2 separate regions of the Mus musculus genome follow, and region 1 is linked to region 2. The links are chromatin contacts, called in public HiChIP or PLAC-seq maps. All regions are on one chromosome and are shown on one strand. Each heading gives the region's core, a stretch centred on a gene start, on an enhancer-like site or on the middle of the called end of the contact. The rest is flanking DNA. Distances are from core to core; before and after follow the strand shown.

Region 1 (2,947 bases), core at 26-2,525, 230 kb before region 2:
CTTTTTTAATAGGCAGGCAGTTTGTGAGAGGCTGGGGAGGGAGTGCTGGGGAACTCAGTTTTGCACATATTGCCTGGAGATGGCAGTGTGTCAGCAGGTTTGCTCATGTGGCCTCGATCTATACGGCATGTGCCGATCTGTGGCTCTGTGTGGGATGAACCAGAAGCCTGCTTGGCTTCGAGGTAGGAATCCATCTGTGCTTGAACTTCTCAACTTCTCTGCAGTGGTCAGGCCAGGACGGAGATGGGCAAATCAGGAAGATGCTGGGGCCTTCACCATCTCCCCTTGCCCCTTTCAACACAGGGAGCTTCTAGAAGATGCTCCTGTGCTGCTTCTCTTGTCCCTGATAGCCTTACCCAATGCGCTTCCATGATGAAGTCCCTAGGCCTTATAGAAATGCCTGGGGAGGGAAGGGTTATAACAGAAGGCTGTGCCAAACACCCCCCCTGTTAAGAAACAATCAAGGCAGTTAACCTGATTAAAATGTAAGCCTGTCTGTCATTCTAAGTGCCTGGACCCTGAGACAAAGAGGAAGGAAAGAATGGGCCTGGGTTGGGTGAGGCAGTGCTGGGGAGGACCAAAATGGAGTGGAGACCTATTTCTGAAGGACCTCCTCGTTCCTCTCCTGGACCCTCCTCACCTTAGAGCTGGGTGAGCATGTACATGCTAGCTCTCTGCCAGCTCCGGCACGATTTTGAGTCCAGAGTGATGGGGATAAGAAGGTGCAGGGGTGACATGGGTGGCGGGCGGCGGTGGCGGAGTGTGTGTGTGTGTGTGTGTGTGTGTGTGTGTGTGTGTGTGTGTGTGAGTGAGAGAGGAAGTCAGGCAAGGAAACGAGGAGGAAGAGTCCTAGTGGCTAAAGCTGAGTTAGGGTCAGTAGGCTGGGTTGGGACCTCAGGAAGCAAGATGCTCCGGTTTGTGGTCACACAGTGAGAAGGCAGAGGATGTGGGAAAGCCTTGCAGCTTAGTAATCAGTGACTCACTGACTGGCTGTATGTACCCTTGGCCAAAGAGCATGCTATGTAAGAGGAGAAGGTTTAGGATTGGTGTCATTTCTGTCTGTCCCTTCTGCTGCCTGCTTCCCCAACTTGGAAATAGGTGTTTATTTTTCTTTACTTTTTGTTTGTTTGTTTGTTTTTTAGTAATCCTCTTTTTTCATGAGTGCAGGGTGTCCAGGTGCCCTGCAGGAAGTAGTGATCAGTCAGGAAGGTTAGATACTGGTAGAAAGAGCCACGTGGTCCCTTTTATTGCCCCTTTGGTTTTCATGGAAGTGGAGTGGCAAGCCTCAGGCTTTAGTGTGCAGGAACATTGCCAGAGCTCCCAAGTAAAACCCACAGTCCTGGGCCAACCTGGTTTCTGGTTTGCCTGGAGGTACAGAGAATTTGCCCTTCCAGCAGGTTCTCAGGTGAACCTGAAGATTGTACACATAAAGAATGACTTCCTTCAAATAGTGGCCTATGCCAGGGTGTCTCATGGAGACTGGCCAGCTAGAGCCTTTGAGGAGGTCTTGGGCTTGAACTGGCTTGCAAGAGGACTGGAAGGGCTGGGGGAGAAGGGGCGCTGGGGCGGATAGTCTCGGCCATTCACCAAGCAGTGTAGCCAAAGGCCCTTGGGGTATGTTTTACTGCAAAGCTAAAGTACACATTTCTTAAATTACCTGCCCACTGAAGCAGGAATGTTGAGCAGATGTGTCTTAGCCTGAATGTTGGGGTGGTCTCTTTTCTAATTCTGCTTGCAGAATTCTGAGGTCTGCATAATCCAGCCTGGGTTGCGGTTGAGCCTGAGTCCAACACAAAGAACTCTTGCCCTTAAGACCCAACTGGTTCTCTGTTTTCACTTGGATGTCTGTCTGTGAGAGCCTGCTGCTGTTTAATCTCCTGCTCCTCATCTGCCTGCCTCCCTGCCCGTTCATTCTCCAGGATGCAGCCAAGAATGCAAATGCCAGGCCTAGTAGCTCATGCCTGTACTCCCAGCTCTTTGGTTAGTTGTGGCAGGAGGATTGCCAGGAGTTTTAGGTTGGCCTAGGCTACCTAGTGAGTTCCAAGCCAACCTGAACTGTAGTGTTCGACTACAAATAAACAAATCAATCAATCAATCAATCAATCAAACAAACAAACAAACAAACAAACAAACAAACAGAAGTAGGTACCAGGGGGTTACCTCAATGGCGGCACACTTGCCTCCAGTGTTTGAGGCTGGGTTTGATTTGCACCACAATTGAACCATATGTTTTCTTGAACCTTTCAAGGCCTGTTGTCTGTAGCCTCTAATGCTATCCCCTGTGTGATTTCTTGTGTGTCTTAGTCACTGTGGACTTCAAGTAGATGTTCCCTCTCTACTAGTTTCTATGGATAGAGTGTTCCATCCCCCCACCCCCTCCACTAGCTTGTTTTTACATGTTCTAGGGGTCTGAACTTTCCTTTAGGGGAGCTCTCTTGGCCACCTCTGACACCAGGTTGATTGTTCTGTTTTCCAACATTTGTCTGTGGTGGTGGGAGGGCACACACTCACTTGTTCCCTGATGTCTGTTAATGGAATTGGTAGCTTACTCTTAGTGGTCCTGTCCTGTGTATTATGCACTTCATTTGGAAAATAAATTATGGTTCAGCCTACTAAGGGTAGAGAAACAAAAATACACATTCCTGGGGCTGGAGAGATGCCTCAGTGTTAACGGCACCAACTGCTCCTTCAGAGGACCTGAGTCTCATTCACAGCACTTACATGGTAGCCTACAACCCATCTGTATCTCCAGTCCCATGGCAACAGATGCCTTCTTTTGGCCTCTGCAGGCACTGTGTACACACACACACACATTTTTGGCCTAGAAGTGTAGCTTACTGGTAGCCTCCCACTTCCCAGCAGCTCCTCAGTGCTAACGCCCCAGGGTGCATCACTCTTCCCAGGCCCTTTGATTCACTGTTCCCCAGCTCTGTGTCCCTCTGGTACT
Region 2 (2,700 bases), core at 87-2,586:
CACTGATATGGGACATACTCTCAGTGGGCAGAGGGAGGTGGCAAGGAGGGGGACAAGAGGAAAGAAGCTGTAGGCTCGCTACACTTCACCAGGCTCTCTGTTCTCCGTCCTTCCCAGTGGAAGTCAGGCTAGGAGGAGCTGCTACTCTGGGAGGTGGCAGCATATGAGTTGTCCCTCCTGACCCGGCTTTTATCCTGTTCCCCACCCCCCTTCCTGGGGACAAGCAGTAGCCCAGAGAGAAAGTAGGGTTTGCTACCCAGAAGCAATGTTCTGGAAGCAATCAAGAGGTTTATAGTTCCCTCTCTCAACCGGCGGGCACTTCTCAGTTCTGCTGGTCACTCTATAAACATAAGCACCAGAGGTCAGGGGAAGGGATATTTTGGTCTCAGTAACAAAATGGTGAAAACAGTCCACAACCTCCAACATGCCTCACCTCGGACAGAAAGAAAACAAAAAACAAGTTCCGAGTGTACAGAAGGGAAAGGATTCTATTTTTTTTTTTTTCACAATAAAGAAAAGTCAACAGGATGTTCTCCGAAGCTACAAATATACTCCTTTCAAACAGTAAATATCTCTATTAGCAGCATGATGGCAGTTGGCTAATTCTGTCTGTCTCAGTAAAACCTTCCAAAAAAGTTCCTGCTCTTGTGTAACATCTATTTACAAATCGGCTATTTGCATTCTCAATTTGCTAGGTTTCTCAATCTTTTGTTTCCTCACCCGCCCCTACTGCAGGGACAGAGATAAGAGGCTGACCCAGATGGTGGCTGGGTGGGGATCCCCTGAGTCACCCCAGCACATCACTCAAGTCCTGCCTTCTTGGGAGCATCCCCTGCACTCACATACACAATGGTTGGGAGTTCAAAGCTCTGTAAGCTCCTCGCTCTCGGCTTCACCTGCCTTCCCAAAATATGTTTCTGGTAAATAGGAATCTAGGCCTGTGGGTAGAGAGAACCCCAGAATGATTTAGGCTCCCCCTTTCTGCGTCTCTGGATATCTCCAGCTGGGCAAGAGACTCCCAGAGCTGGGGTGGGGGTGAGAGGGAAGGAGGTCTGAGCAAGAGTGGGCGGTGGTTGATAGTGGCTGAAACCCTGGCTCCCCAGGGAGTGGTCTGGGCCTGAGTCACTGTCTCGGCAGGAGAGGAAGGTGGGCGGGAGACAGCAGCTTCTCCAGCCTAGGACTGGCTCTGCCCCCATCTTCTTTGGAGTCCTGCCTGCTCTGGTCTAAGGCCCACAAGGCCTGCCACTTTGACAATCATACAAGTAGAAGCCCAAGGCCTGGGTCACGGCCAGGCAGGGTTTATAGTCATGTGGCACTGCTGGAACAGGTGCTCAGTGGATCGCTTTTCTAGCTGCTATGCTGAAGGCCAGAGAAAGGTCAGCCTGAGAAAGGGAAGGACAGACATCCTTAGAGGGTAACAACCAGGGCTGAAATCACTCACCTCAGTTACCTATGACCACTGCCCCCTGCCCTGGCTTGACATGAATTAAGTGCATCCCAAGTCAGAGAGCTTGGAACACGACCCCTGACCTGCCATTCATTTGAAGAGGGTGTGTGAATAATTAAAAATAAAAAGCATGACTCTGTGACTTGGCCGACTTGTATGTGGGACCAGGACAATCCATCGGCTCATCTATGATCCCTCCTTCCCGCTGTCCCCCAAGCTGTCCTCTCAAGGGGAGACAGAGTGAACCACATGGTGTTAGGTCATGTAAACAAGGGCGCCGCTGAATTAAAGTGAGCATTTATTAAGCATCTACTATGGCCAGACTCTGTACTTCACAGGGATGGCACTGGGGGGGGGGGGAGGTCAGGTGTCAGAACGCTGGGGTTCAGATCCTGGCTGTGCTCACCACCATCTGTGACATTCACACAAGTCACCTCAACTTCCTCAGTTTCCTTACCTGTAAGATAGGGTAAACGTCTGCTTAGCCTATAGGCTGCTGAGGTGTTGAGTAAGTCTAATGCTTGAAACAGCTCCTGACATGTGGTAAGTTAGGTCTGGAGAGTTTTGCTGCGATGGTGGTGGCAATGGTACTGTGATGAAGACCAAACTGAGGCCTAGAGGGAGAGCTGCAAAGTGACAGAAGTTACACAGGGAGGCGGGGGGGAGTGGACAGAAGACTTCTGTGCTGTTCTTGAAGCAAGTCTATAGCAGACTGTACCACATCCAGGGCCAAGCTACACCCCAGTTTACAACACAGAGGGGATTTCTCCCTAAACAGTGTGAGGATTTGTGCTAGCAACTTGGAGGCTGGTATGTGTTTAAAAGCCAGGAAAAGAGTAGATAGGAAATTCAAGGTGCTTGGTGATGACTTCTGAGAACCTTCTCGTGCTTGACAGATGGGTGACCGTCTACTCTCATCCTAGTCCATCAGCAAGACCTGAAGACAGGAGAGGGTGGGTGTCCAACTTTACAGATGCTGCTGGAGCCCCAAGACTGAGTCCTGTCCTTTTTTGTTATCCTAGGACTCACCTCCCTCCCTCCCTCCTCCCCAACCCCCAGAGTTTCTCTGTGTAGTCCTGGCTGTCCTGGAACTTGCTCTGTGGACCAGGCTGGCCTCTAACTCACAGACACCTCCCCCCCTTCCTCCCAAGCGCTGGGATTAAAGGCGTGTGCCATCACCACCCCGCTGATTTCTTATTCTCCTCATATTTTCACTACACGTGTCCATAAGCAAACCCTAGAGTCATTTTCCT

Evidence for each region. HiChIP or PLAC-seq counts read pairs in DNA pulled down with a chosen protein or histone mark.
Region 1: a contact with region 2 is called in a FOXA1 HiChIP or PLAC-seq map of pancreatic cancer cells. The contact joins two enhancer-like sites. A contact is called at or near these places in 3 of 39 promoter capture datasets (the C10 cell line, cranial neural crest and frontonasal cranial neural crest), 1 of 115 datasets of contacts at active chromatin or transcription factors (pancreatic cancer cells) and 1 of 9 other capture datasets (adipose tissue).

Annotation. Positions count from the first base shown.
Region 1 is chr14:70,331,774-70,334,720 of GRCm38.p6, reverse strand. All of the region lies in intron 1 of Slc39a14 (solute carrier family 39 (zinc transporter), member 14), which reads left to right. Among named protein-coding and RNA genes, the nearest start is that of Slc39a14, 18 kb to the left of the region's middle. Within about 2 kb of position 1,275, at least 184 of the 459 cell types and tissues checked have an H3K27ac peak or open chromatin away from gene starts, as enhancers often do. A contact at or near this core is called in pancreatic cancer cells, where this site is marked.
Region 2 is chr14:70,105,192-70,107,891 of GRCm38.p6, reverse strand. The region is part of intron 1 of Bin3 (bridging integrator 3); the gene reads right to left. Among named protein-coding and RNA genes, the nearest start is that of Bin3, 6.4 kb to the right of the region's middle. Within about 2 kb of position 1,336, at least 152 of the 459 cell types and tissues checked have an H3K27ac peak or open chromatin away from gene starts, as enhancers often do. A contact at or near this core is called in pancreatic cancer cells, where this site is marked.